2 separate regions of the Mus musculus genome follow, and region 1 is linked to region 2. A link is a contact called in public promoter capture Hi-C data. All regions are on one chromosome and are shown on one strand. The core of a region is the stretch at or near the end of the contact, and the rest is flanking DNA. Distances in the headings are between cores, read along the strand shown.

Region 1 (5,103 bases), core at 2,142-4,641, 270 kb before region 2:
TCTTCCCTGGAAAAGTGAATCAGCAGAAATTTGTCCAAGCAGCCCCCTTCTAGAAAGTGCCCTGGTTGGGCATCATGTTATTACTGTGGCAACAGGGAGCTTCCACAGTGGAGCAGTGACAGAGAGCGGGGTGGTGTACATGTGGGGAGAGAATGCTGCCGGGCAGTGTGCGGTAGCTAACCAGCAGTATGTGCCGGAGCCGAGTCCTGTCAGCATTTCTGACTCGGAGACCAGCCCGTCATTAGCAGTTAGGATTCTGCAATTGGCATGTGGCGAGGAACACACACTGGCATTGTCACTCAGCAGAGAGATCTGGGCATGGGGCACCGGCTGTCAGCTGGGCCTCATCACCACCACTTTCCCAGTGACAAAGCCACAGAAGGTGGAACACCTTGCTGGACGCGTGGTGCTCCAGGTGGCCTGCGGTGCATTCCACAGCCTTGCACTTGTGCAGTGCCTCCCTCCTCAGGATCTGAAGCCAGTCCCAGAGAGATGCAATCAGTGCAGCCAGCTGCTCATCACCATGACAGACAAAGAGGACCATGTGATAATATCGGACAGCCATTGCTGCCCTTTAGGTGTGACATTGTCCGAGTCTCAAGCAGAAAAGCATGCCAGCCCTGCTCCCAGCCCTCACCCAGAGGCACTGGATGAGCAGGGAGAGGTGTTTGAGAACACGGTGGTAGAAGCTGAACTGAACATGGGAAGCAGTCAGACCACAAGTGGCAGTGCCATTTCCACCCAGCAGAACGTCGTGGGAACAGCTGAAGTGTCTTCTGCCAGAACAGCTCCGTCATACCCAGACACCCATGCGGTAACTGCATACCTGCAGAAGCTGTCAGAGCATTCGATGAGGGAGAACCATGAGCCTGGAGAAAAGCCACCCCAGGTCCAGGTAGCTGCTACATTTCATAGCATAAATGTTATTTGGAGTTATCAAGGTTATTTGGAGTTAAAGTCTTTGTTTTTGTGCTCCTTTAAGAGCTGAAGTCAAGTTCAGCAAGTTTTTTTTTTTCTCCCTCAGTCAGGCTGCTATAATTCTGTCTCTAGGCTCTAAGCAAGCCTAGAGAGGCGGGAGCCTGTGCTAATTCAGAAAGATGACATGCTGGGCTTGCTTTAGTTAGAAATGGCTTGTATTTTGCCATCCTGGCATTTTGCACCACATTTTGGTAGTCCCCAGAAGAGTATAATCAGTATAACGATGGCTCACAGAGCTGCTTCTGGACTGGACTGCGGTGTCTCTTCAGAGTTCCTAAAGCTCTCCCCTCTAGCGAGGTTACTAGGCTGCAGAGCATTTAGTTGTAGGCAAGCCTATGACAACTTAACAGTTTCTAGACTTGGTTCTGCATGTACATAATTTAGGAGGCCAAAGCAGGAGGATTGCTATGAGTTTGGGGCTAGCCTACACTACGTAGTATCAAGCCAGCAAGGGCTGCAATTAACACTCATAAACAAAAACCGAAAACAAAAACAAAAAGAGAGAAAAGAAACGAAACTTAGAGGTTTTCCATTATGTTTCAGGTTTGTTGTATTTTTAGTTTTGTTTTCAGTTATTACTGGTCCTTACTGGGCTTTATTTGAGGTGGGGAAATATTTTCTATTGTCTTATTCTCATTGAATTCTCACTGAAGACTTCAGAGTGGGTGACACCACTGCTGGAAACAGTGTTCCAAAAAGACAGTTTCTGGTTTGCTCTTGGGATTACTGGGGATTTACGATTTGCTTTGTGCCAAAGGTGGTAGTGGGAAGGAAGCAAGCCATCTAATCAGGAATGAACTGTTTCTGCTCTTTTTCACTCAGGGGCTTTACAGCCATGAGAGCTCTCAGTTCTTTATTCCCAAAGCTACTGTCAGAGTACGAAGGTGGGGTGTTTTTAGAAACAGTCTTGGGTCACACAAACTCTTTGAACTTGTTGGTACCTGACTTTTTTTTTTTCAATTAAGAGTAAACTGTTTATAAGAAAAAAATCTAAAGAAAGCAACATTAATTTACCAAGAATGTTTATAGAAAATTCTTAAACTGTATGTGTTTATAAAAAAATTTGATTTTCCTGATCTTAAGTTTGAGGCCAGATCAGGCTACAGAGGTTTTTGCATCAAAAACAAACACAGAAACGAGTTTGCCCTTTTAGAAGTCATTCCTCTATTAAATTTAAGGCTGAAAGCTTATTGTATTCAGCTCATTTGGGTATCAAATTACCACTATTAAAATTCTGTATTCCAAAAAAAAAAAAAAAACCATAAGATATTTCACTTTCCTTTGAACTTATTTTGATAAATTAAGTTTTTATTATGTATATTGGTTTTGGCAGTGTGTGTTCCTATTAAATTTAACTTAATCTTTGTAGGTAACATTTTAGCCTTACACTGAGCAGAAAAATTTATATGCTTTGTTATTGGTTGACTCTAAATTCTAAAATTATGTCTTCAATCAAAATGGCTAGTAATTAATTTTTCCCTACTTTATTTGTTTAAATACAATTGAATAGCTAGAATGTAGCTCAATGGCAGAGCACTTGCCAAGCATGCTTGAGGCTTTCATCACCTCAAATAAGTAAAGATATAAAAGTATACATGTATGCACACACACACATATATACACATATATACATATATATTACATCATTAACAGTAGCTTAAGTCTATGGGCAGTGATTTCTGCCTTGCCTTGCCTCCCCTCCCCTCCCCTCCCCTCCCCTCCCCTCCCCTCCCCTCCCCTCCCCTCCCCTCCCCTCCCCTCCCCTCCCCTCCCCTCCCCTCCCCTCCCCTCCTTTCTGGTCAGCGCTTCCTTCAGATGCCCTCAGGGCACCTGTTAGGAGCATCACAGATACAACAGGACAAAGGGTGGAGTCACAGTAGCACTGAACCCTTGTCATGAGACCTAAGCCATCAGAGTACTTGCCTTTAATTGTAGTTTTCAAGCCTCTGCTGACTGTTTTAATTAGATTACTTATTTGCATAGAAGTAACTTCTAAGTTTCTAATGTGTAAATATGTAATTTGATAAACTATACTGAGTGCCTGCTGTATGCCAGATACTGTGATAGGCACTGGGAATTACTTAAAAATTAGAAGAAAATTAGAAGCCATTGTTACTTCTATTTGGTTTGTTGTTGTTTTTGAGATAGCATTTCACTGTGTAGCCCAGGCTGGCCTGACCTGTACAAACATACTTTGCTAGGTTTGGTTCTGAAATCAGAATAAATTAAGGAACAATGTGCATATCTTTGGATATAAAAAGCAGTTTTTTCAAAAAATTATATTTTTAATTGTGTGTAGATGTTTAACTATGTGTAGGAGTGGGTTTCTGCATGTGAGTATGTGCATGTGCCCGAGGAGGTCAGAGTTGTTGGATCCCCAGGAACTAGAGGTACAGGTGGTTGTGAACCGCCTGGCATAGTCCCTGGTAGCTGAACTTGAGTCCTCTGAAAGAACAACAAGTGCTCTAAACCGCTGAGCTATCTTTCCAGCCATCAACCCTATGAGAAGCAGTAGTTTTTCAGTGTAACTGTGGTTATATGTCAAAAGCTTTTTGGTGTTTATTGAGAATATCTAATTTTTTTCTTTTTAGTAAACAGTATTTGATATTTCAACCTAGTTTTCACTGGTACTGGGAATTTTTTATTGAACTTTCTAATATTCCCACAAAGCATGCTAAGAACACTAGCTCCATGTATTTAATTATTAACCTATTCCTTTTATCCTCTGTGGTAACCAGAGCAAAGGTTGTAGCATGCCCGGCTACTGTGTCACAGGAGATAGTCACTGATGGATCAGCTCGAGAGTGTAGTTGAGGGGTAGTAGGTTAGGGCATAAAATTTCCTCCTATACAATTTACATCTAAATCTTCATTATAAAGTGTTTTAGAAAAAGCCTTCTTTTCTTAATATCTTATTTCTTCTGTTTCTTAGTTAGCAAGTAATCAGTTTAAATTTTCCTAAAAGTATTTAAGTAATAACAATTTGAGTTTTTCCAACCTTCTACCCAGGGTACCTTGCATTAAATCCAGTTATTTTCTTTTTTTTATGTCTATTTACTTTTTGGGACAAGGTCTTACTATGATAGGACAGGCTTGCTAGCTTTGACCTTGAGCACCTCTTGTCTCAGCCTCTCCAGGGCTGCAGCCAGGGCCCTTTGAACCTCACCCTCCTTTTCCCGTGCTTGGTTTTATAAAGTGGCTAGAGAGCATGTTAACATGCCACTAAAACCATGGCACCGAGACCAGAGGAAGCTCGTAGATGAAGAACTAGGTTTCAAGCACCATTTCCATATAGTATGTTAACTCTGCTATCAGGAGGGGTGAGACGGAAGATAGACAGTTCTGTTGTCATTGGCCTGGGATTTGCTGAGTAGCCCAGGCTGGCTTCATTCTTCCCCCTAAGCCTCCTTAATGCTAAGGTTACAGACAGACAGATCGCCTTTGGATCTGTTTTAGATTTTTTTATGCAGATAGCTATAAGCATTAAACTACTGACTGCTTATGTTTTTATCTACTGTGTATGTGTGTTAGCCTCTTGTAGAAGAAGCAGTTCCTGATCTTCACAGTCCACCAACCACAAGCACCTCAGCCCTCAACAGCTTGGTGGTCTCCTGTGCATCTGCTGTTGGTGTCAGAGTGGCTGCCACCTATGAAGCTGGGGCCTTGTCTCTCAAGAAAGTTATGAACTTTTACAGCACTGCCCCCTGCGAGACGGCAGCTCAGTCGGGCAGTGCCTCCACAGGCCCAGAAAGTCTGAAAGATCTCCGAGAAGAGCAGGTGAAACAGGAGTCACTGCAAGGGAAGAAAAGCTCAAGTCTCATGGACATCAGAGAGGAGGAGTTGGAGGGAGGGAGTCGAAGACTCTCCCTCCCAGGGTTGTTGTCGCAAGGTAATGCCTCAGTGCATTGACTTCTGGAGAGTCCTGGGTGCTGCCAGCATTGCATGCTGTGATATAACAACTTAGTCTTCCTAATGATCAGGGCTGACTCTGAAGTTTCTATAACCGTGGTTTATTAAAACAGTGACACCATTGCATACACTAGAAAGCCTTTGTTGCAAGGACCCTGATATAGCCGTCTCTTGTGAGACTAGTCCGGGGCCTAACAAACACAGAAGTGGATGCTCA
Region 2 (5,523 bases), core at 2,861-5,360:
ATAGATAGATAGATTGATTGATTTAAAGAAAGGAAACCTAGCTTTCAGAAATTGATCTTGGAACACTTAGTCTTACATAATAGTATTTTGATGACTGAATTATTTTAATATTGATCAAGGGTTAGGAAGCTTTTTTTGTCAAGTATCAAATTTGTGTGTGTGTGTGTGATAGCCTAATATCTTGCTAACTATGTATGTACAGTCAATGGCACAATTACTACAGTTTCTAAGCTGTCAAGAATTATGAATGCAATCAATGAACAGTATTCTAAAAATACACACTGAAAACTAAATTGTCTTGTTTTTACATCGTATAGGGTTTTTTTTTCTTCCAGTCATTTAAAAGTAAAAGCTATTCTTAGCTCACACACTGTGCAGAAACAGGTGACAGACCGAATATGGATGTGGGTAGTAGTTTGCTGGTCACACACCAGATGAGCTGCCTACTGACAAGGTCATTCTTACATCTGCACTGCCGTTCTAGCTTTTAAAGTGCATCACTGGATTCTTTGTGTATATGTTGTGTTCACTGGTGTGTGGGTTCCTGTGCCTGGAGAGGGGCGGAGGGTGCTCCTCAGGAGCCGATCACCTTCTTTTTTGAGTCAGTTTCTCACTGGCCTAGAACTCACCCTGTAGACTAGGCTAGCTGATTGTGAAGCGCCAGGGATCCAGCTTTGTTTGCCTTCCTGACATTGGGATTATAAGCAAGTACCACTATTCTAGGCTTTCTGATGGGCCTCCTCCTCGGGCTTACATGGCAGGCTGTCACTGACTGAGTTACCTCCTGCGCCCCTATTTCAAGTCCAGGTTTGGGGTATTTTTAACTTTAAAAGAGATTAATTAAAAAGTTTCTCTGACATGAACACAACATAGAAAAGTCACAGATGTTGACAGAGCGTCATTAACATTTCATCTATGTTTCTAGATGTGTTATACCCAGAGAAGGCTTCTTTCTTCTTCCTCTCCAGTTCAGGATGCAAATCTTTATTGGTTTCATCCAAATACATTTCTGTTCCCTTTGTGGTGGTTGGTTTGGGAATCACAATTCTGAATAGCAAGATACTATGGGGAAACCCAAGTGTATACAGTAGAGTGCCCTTAGAACTTGAAAATGATCTTCGATGACAAGAATCATGGTACCTAACAAATATTGTGAGCTTTGCTTAGTATTGTACTGGCTAATCCACATTACTGAATTGCAAACTTATTCCAGGAAAATAGTTGTACATGTAAAAGAAATGTTAAGTATTTATTAAAATTATCAGCATTCAATTATAGAAAAATTGAATTTTTGTTATGCAAGCAAGCTTTTTGCAGGAAAAGAACTGTTGCTTATTCTGGTTTTTGGTTTGGGTTTTTATAAAAAGTTTTAGGAAGTAATAAAATGAATGGGACTGGAGAGATGGCTCAGCAGTCAAGAGCACTGGCTGCTCTTCCAGAGGATCTGAGTTCAGTTCCCAGCACTTGCATGGCGGCTCGAAGTTGTTATAACTCCAGTTCCAGGGAGATCAGATGCTCTCTTCCACAGGCAAACACTTACATTCATTAAATAAAAATAAAATCTCAAAAGGAAAGGAGGGTAAGAAATGGAGGGTCAGAAATGGAAATCCTGTGCCAGTGGCCACAGAAGTTTTTAAAGTGTGCCAATTTGTGGAAATCTGAAAGTCTAGGTAATGGGAAATTCTGATCTGTATTCACTAAACTCCTCTCTTACTTGATAATTTGTTTACCAGCCTGGTTTGAGCCCTAACTGTTGAATTACATTGTTTTCCAAAAGGTCACTTAATTCTTAAGCCTCTCTAATTTCCCCTTTGACTCCTCTAATTCTGTTGCTCACTTTGCACTTTGTCTCTGAGACTTGTATCCCTCGTGTTTCTAATTGTATCTCTGTTCTTCACTGACTGTTTTTTCTGTGATCTCTACTTAGACATAAGACAACTTCATGAAGATGCACTAGCCCTAACAGAAGCAGCTATGACTGCTCAACAGATGTCTTTATGCAAAGCATCTAGTTAGCACTGAACACCCCCTTCCTTCCACTCCCATCTCTCACAGGAGCCTTGAATTCACATTTCTCCTGCCTCTCCCCATTTAGTGTTGAGATTGCAGGTGTGCACTACCACACCCAGCTGAATAAGTTCCCGATAAGTTCCTGCTTTCTGTTGTTCTTTGTTTTAAGTAGGCATATATGTACATGTATATATGTGTGTGTGTGTGTGTGTGTGTGTGTGTGTGTGTGTGTATAAATACATTGCATTGCAACCTTTGTTTATTTTGTTTTGATGTTTCTTTATGACATCTCACTATATAGTACTGTCTGGCCTCAAATTCTTAGAGATCCACCTGCCTCTGGCCTTCCAAGTGCTGGGATTAAAGGAGTGTGCCACCATGCCTGGCTCTTTGATCGTTTTGAAACTAGGTCATGTTAAGTTGTGTAGGTTTACCTGAAACTTTTTCTGTAGCCTAAGCTGGCCTCCAACTCACTGTCCTTTGCCTCAGCCTCCTGAGTGCTGGGATCACATGTTCCTGGCCTGGATTCTGACTCCTTTCATGCACATTACTAAACTACTAAAACATTATGCATTACATGTACGCATTACTGAAACATATCATTATGGTCATTCCACTTGTATGTGTGCTTCTGAAAACAAAATACTTAAGTCAGTACTGTGTGGGTATTCTTGTCCCTATGTCGGGCATGCTTTGTGAATATCTACAGTGTATAAATTCTGTTGGTAGAATTGTTGAGTTGCAGTTCCTGTGCATCGAAAGCTTGGTAGACATTGGGAAAGCCTTTCTAAAACCTTATAGCAATTTATACTGTTATCGGTAGAGCTTTGAATCAGCCTTTTCTCTAGGCCCTGTCTATCCAATAGTGAGTAAAGCTTAGCTAAGTTTCATGGTCCAGCAGATAAATATTTTGAGTGATGTTGAATTTCTTTTTTATCAGTGGATCTCCACCAGGAGTAGTTTTGCCTCCAGGGACATCTGGCAGTGTCTGGAGACATTTTACCTGTTGCATCTAGGAGAAGGCCTAGAAAGGAGATTCTGCTAGCATCTAGTCAGGACAGGGCAAGTGTTGTTAAGGTTCATTCAGTGTGGGCCACACAAATGACACAAATGCCAGCAGTGGCCAGAGCTGAACAACTTACTCCATTTCGTCTCTTTTATTGGTTATTATCTACAGTTCTTAAGTTATTACATTATTTGTTTTTGGATTGTCGTGTACATGGTTCCTCCGTCGCAGTTTGCCTTCAAGTAGCGTTTCACTGTTCTACATACAGCATAAAGGCCTGGCATGCATGTGCCTCCATGTGCCTCCAGGCCTGTGCGCTGCAGCACTGCATTGCAGTTCTCCATGATAGGGCACTGCAGTAAAGAGTGCTGACATCATGCTTCAGCTGTGGAATTGGATTACACTTGGCATCATTCATGCACGTTTGAAGCCATCACTCGGGCTACATGTGTCGTTCCCAAACTCTTCTCCTGTGCCCAAGTCCTTCCCTCACCCAGCCAGTTATCTGCTCTTTGACATTGTAGATATATTGGTGGTGGCGGAGTTTTTTCCTAGAAGTCTTACAAAAATGCAATCATAAACCATGAGCTGACTTTTTTTCTTTTCTTTCTTTTTTTGACCCACCCTAATTGCATTGAGGTTTACTCATGTTGTTGTGTATGTCTTAGAAAAACATTTTTAATGGCAGGTGATTAGAGTCCTGTTATTAAAGAGCATGCTGAATTCTGACCACCCTCTCTGTTCTTTGTTTTAGGCCATGACTGTCCAGGATTGGTAACCACATGAGAGCACTTACAGCTGCAGATGTCACCTGACTCATCGCAGAAAATCTGTTCTAAAGAAAATATCCATATGACCACGCCCATTTCTTTACTAAATGGCTTAATGGATTTCCTTTCCTGCGATTCATACGAAAGCTGCCCCTTTCAACCAAAGCAGGAAAGGATTCTGCATGAGTCAATCCCAGAATGCCATTTTCAAATCACGAACAGGTGAAGCAAACCTCATGAGTAGCAATCATAGAGACTCGGAGAGCATCACTGGTGAGTTCACTTTGATAATGTTGAAGTGTTATTTCCTACCGGACAAAGTGCAAATTCCTCAGTCTGATCTGCATGACCTGCTGTGATGAAACCCCAGCCTCCCTATGCAGCCTGGTGACCCTGAGACAGAGTGACTTAAGTCAGTTCATCCTTGTCTCCTCTCACATTAGCAAAGTCTGCCTTCTGTGCAGTTCTTTGTGCCTGCCTCCCATATATCCACTGAACCCCTGTGAGCAGGACTTGTAAGCTAGCTCACTGACTTGTGGATTTGGAAGACAAAGTTGTAGGCCCTTGATGTTATATCTGCAAGAATAAATAATTTTAAAAATAAATAAATAAAAGAACATAAGAGAGCTTGCTGTGCTGCCATAAGGACCAGACTTCATTTTCCAAAGGAGCAGAGGGGTTCAGCCTTCTTGGAAAAGACTGACACTCAGCCAGCTCACTCTAGTTACTTTATTCAAACATTATACAAGGTTACTTGAGGCTGGGAAAGGTTCCAGCTACCAAAGTTATCTTGCCCTTGCTGTCCCTGAGAGCAGACAGCGCACACAGATCTCAGTCATTGGCTAGCCATAAACAAAGTAAGAACCACAGGTTTGCCAGGAGTACCCTAGGACCAAGGTTGGTTCTAGCTGCACACTCTCACGTAGCACCTAGTACAGATTCTCTAGAGAGACAACATTTCTTCAAGGTTCAAACAATCTCAAAACAATTTCTCAGCCTCTACTGATTAACCCAAACATATCTACTGATTGACCCAAACATAGCTCTCTCTCTCTCTCTCTTTCTCTCTCTCTCTCTCTCTCTCTCTCTCTCTCTCTCTCTCTCTCTCTCCTTTCTTTGGTTTTTCCAGATAGTACTTCTCTTTGTACCCCTTGAACTCACAGAGACCTGCCTGTCTCAGCTTCCTAATTGCTGGGATTAAAGCATGTGTCGGCTAGGCAGTGGTGGTGCACGCCTTTGATCCCTGTGCTTGGGAGGCAGAGGCAGGCGGATTTCTGAGTGCAAGGCCAGCCTGGTCTACAGAGTGAGTTCCAGGACAGCCAGGACTACACAGAGAAATCCTGTCTTGAAAAAAACAAACAACAAAAAAAGCATGTGTCACCATGCCCACAAGATTTTTTAATTTGTGCTTTTAAAATTATTATTTTTTAACCTTCTTTGCTATTGTAACAGAAAAGCAGTCATAGATTAACCATGAAAGAATGAATATGATCGTGTTCTGATCAAACTTGTCTTTAAGACCAGCAAAGGCTGTAGGTTCTGCCCTGCTGGCTGCTGCCCCACACCATGATCACTTGGTAAGGTCAGTCCATTGCTTTGAACCATTTCTGTAATCTGCACTGTAGCTTCTTTGGGGACTTTAGTTTCCTTGATGACTAATAACACTGAGTGTGCTTTCATATGCAGTTATTGGCCATTTAAAAATTCATGCAGTCTATGCAAAAATCATATGAATTA

Evidence for each region. Capture Hi-C pulls out chosen DNA fragments and counts their contacts.
Region 1: a contact with region 2 is called in a promoter capture Hi-C map of liver. The contact joins two enhancer-like sites.

The regions. Positions count from the first base shown.
Region 1 is chr1:59,210,894-59,215,996 of GRCm38.p6, reverse strand. It overlaps Als2 (alsin Rho guanine nucleotide exchange factor), which reads left to right. Exons shown (of 34, transcript NM_028717.6): 4 at 1-895; 5 at 4,509-4,866. Among named protein-coding and RNA genes, the nearest start is that of Als2, 24 kb to the left of the region's middle. Within about 2 kb of position 3,391, at least 20 of the 459 cell types and tissues checked have an H3K27ac peak or open chromatin away from gene starts, as enhancers often do. A contact at or near this core is called in liver, where this site is marked.
Region 2 is chr1:58,944,783-58,950,305 of GRCm38.p6, reverse strand. It overlaps Trak2 (trafficking protein, kinesin binding 2), which reads left to right. Exons shown (of 16, transcript NM_172406.3): 2 at 3,771-4,059. The coding sequence starts at 3,969. Among named protein-coding and RNA genes, the nearest start is that of Trak2, 26 kb to the left of the region's middle. Within about 2 kb of position 4,110, at least 24 of the 459 cell types and tissues checked have an H3K27ac peak or open chromatin away from gene starts, as enhancers often do. A contact at or near this core is called in liver, where this site is marked.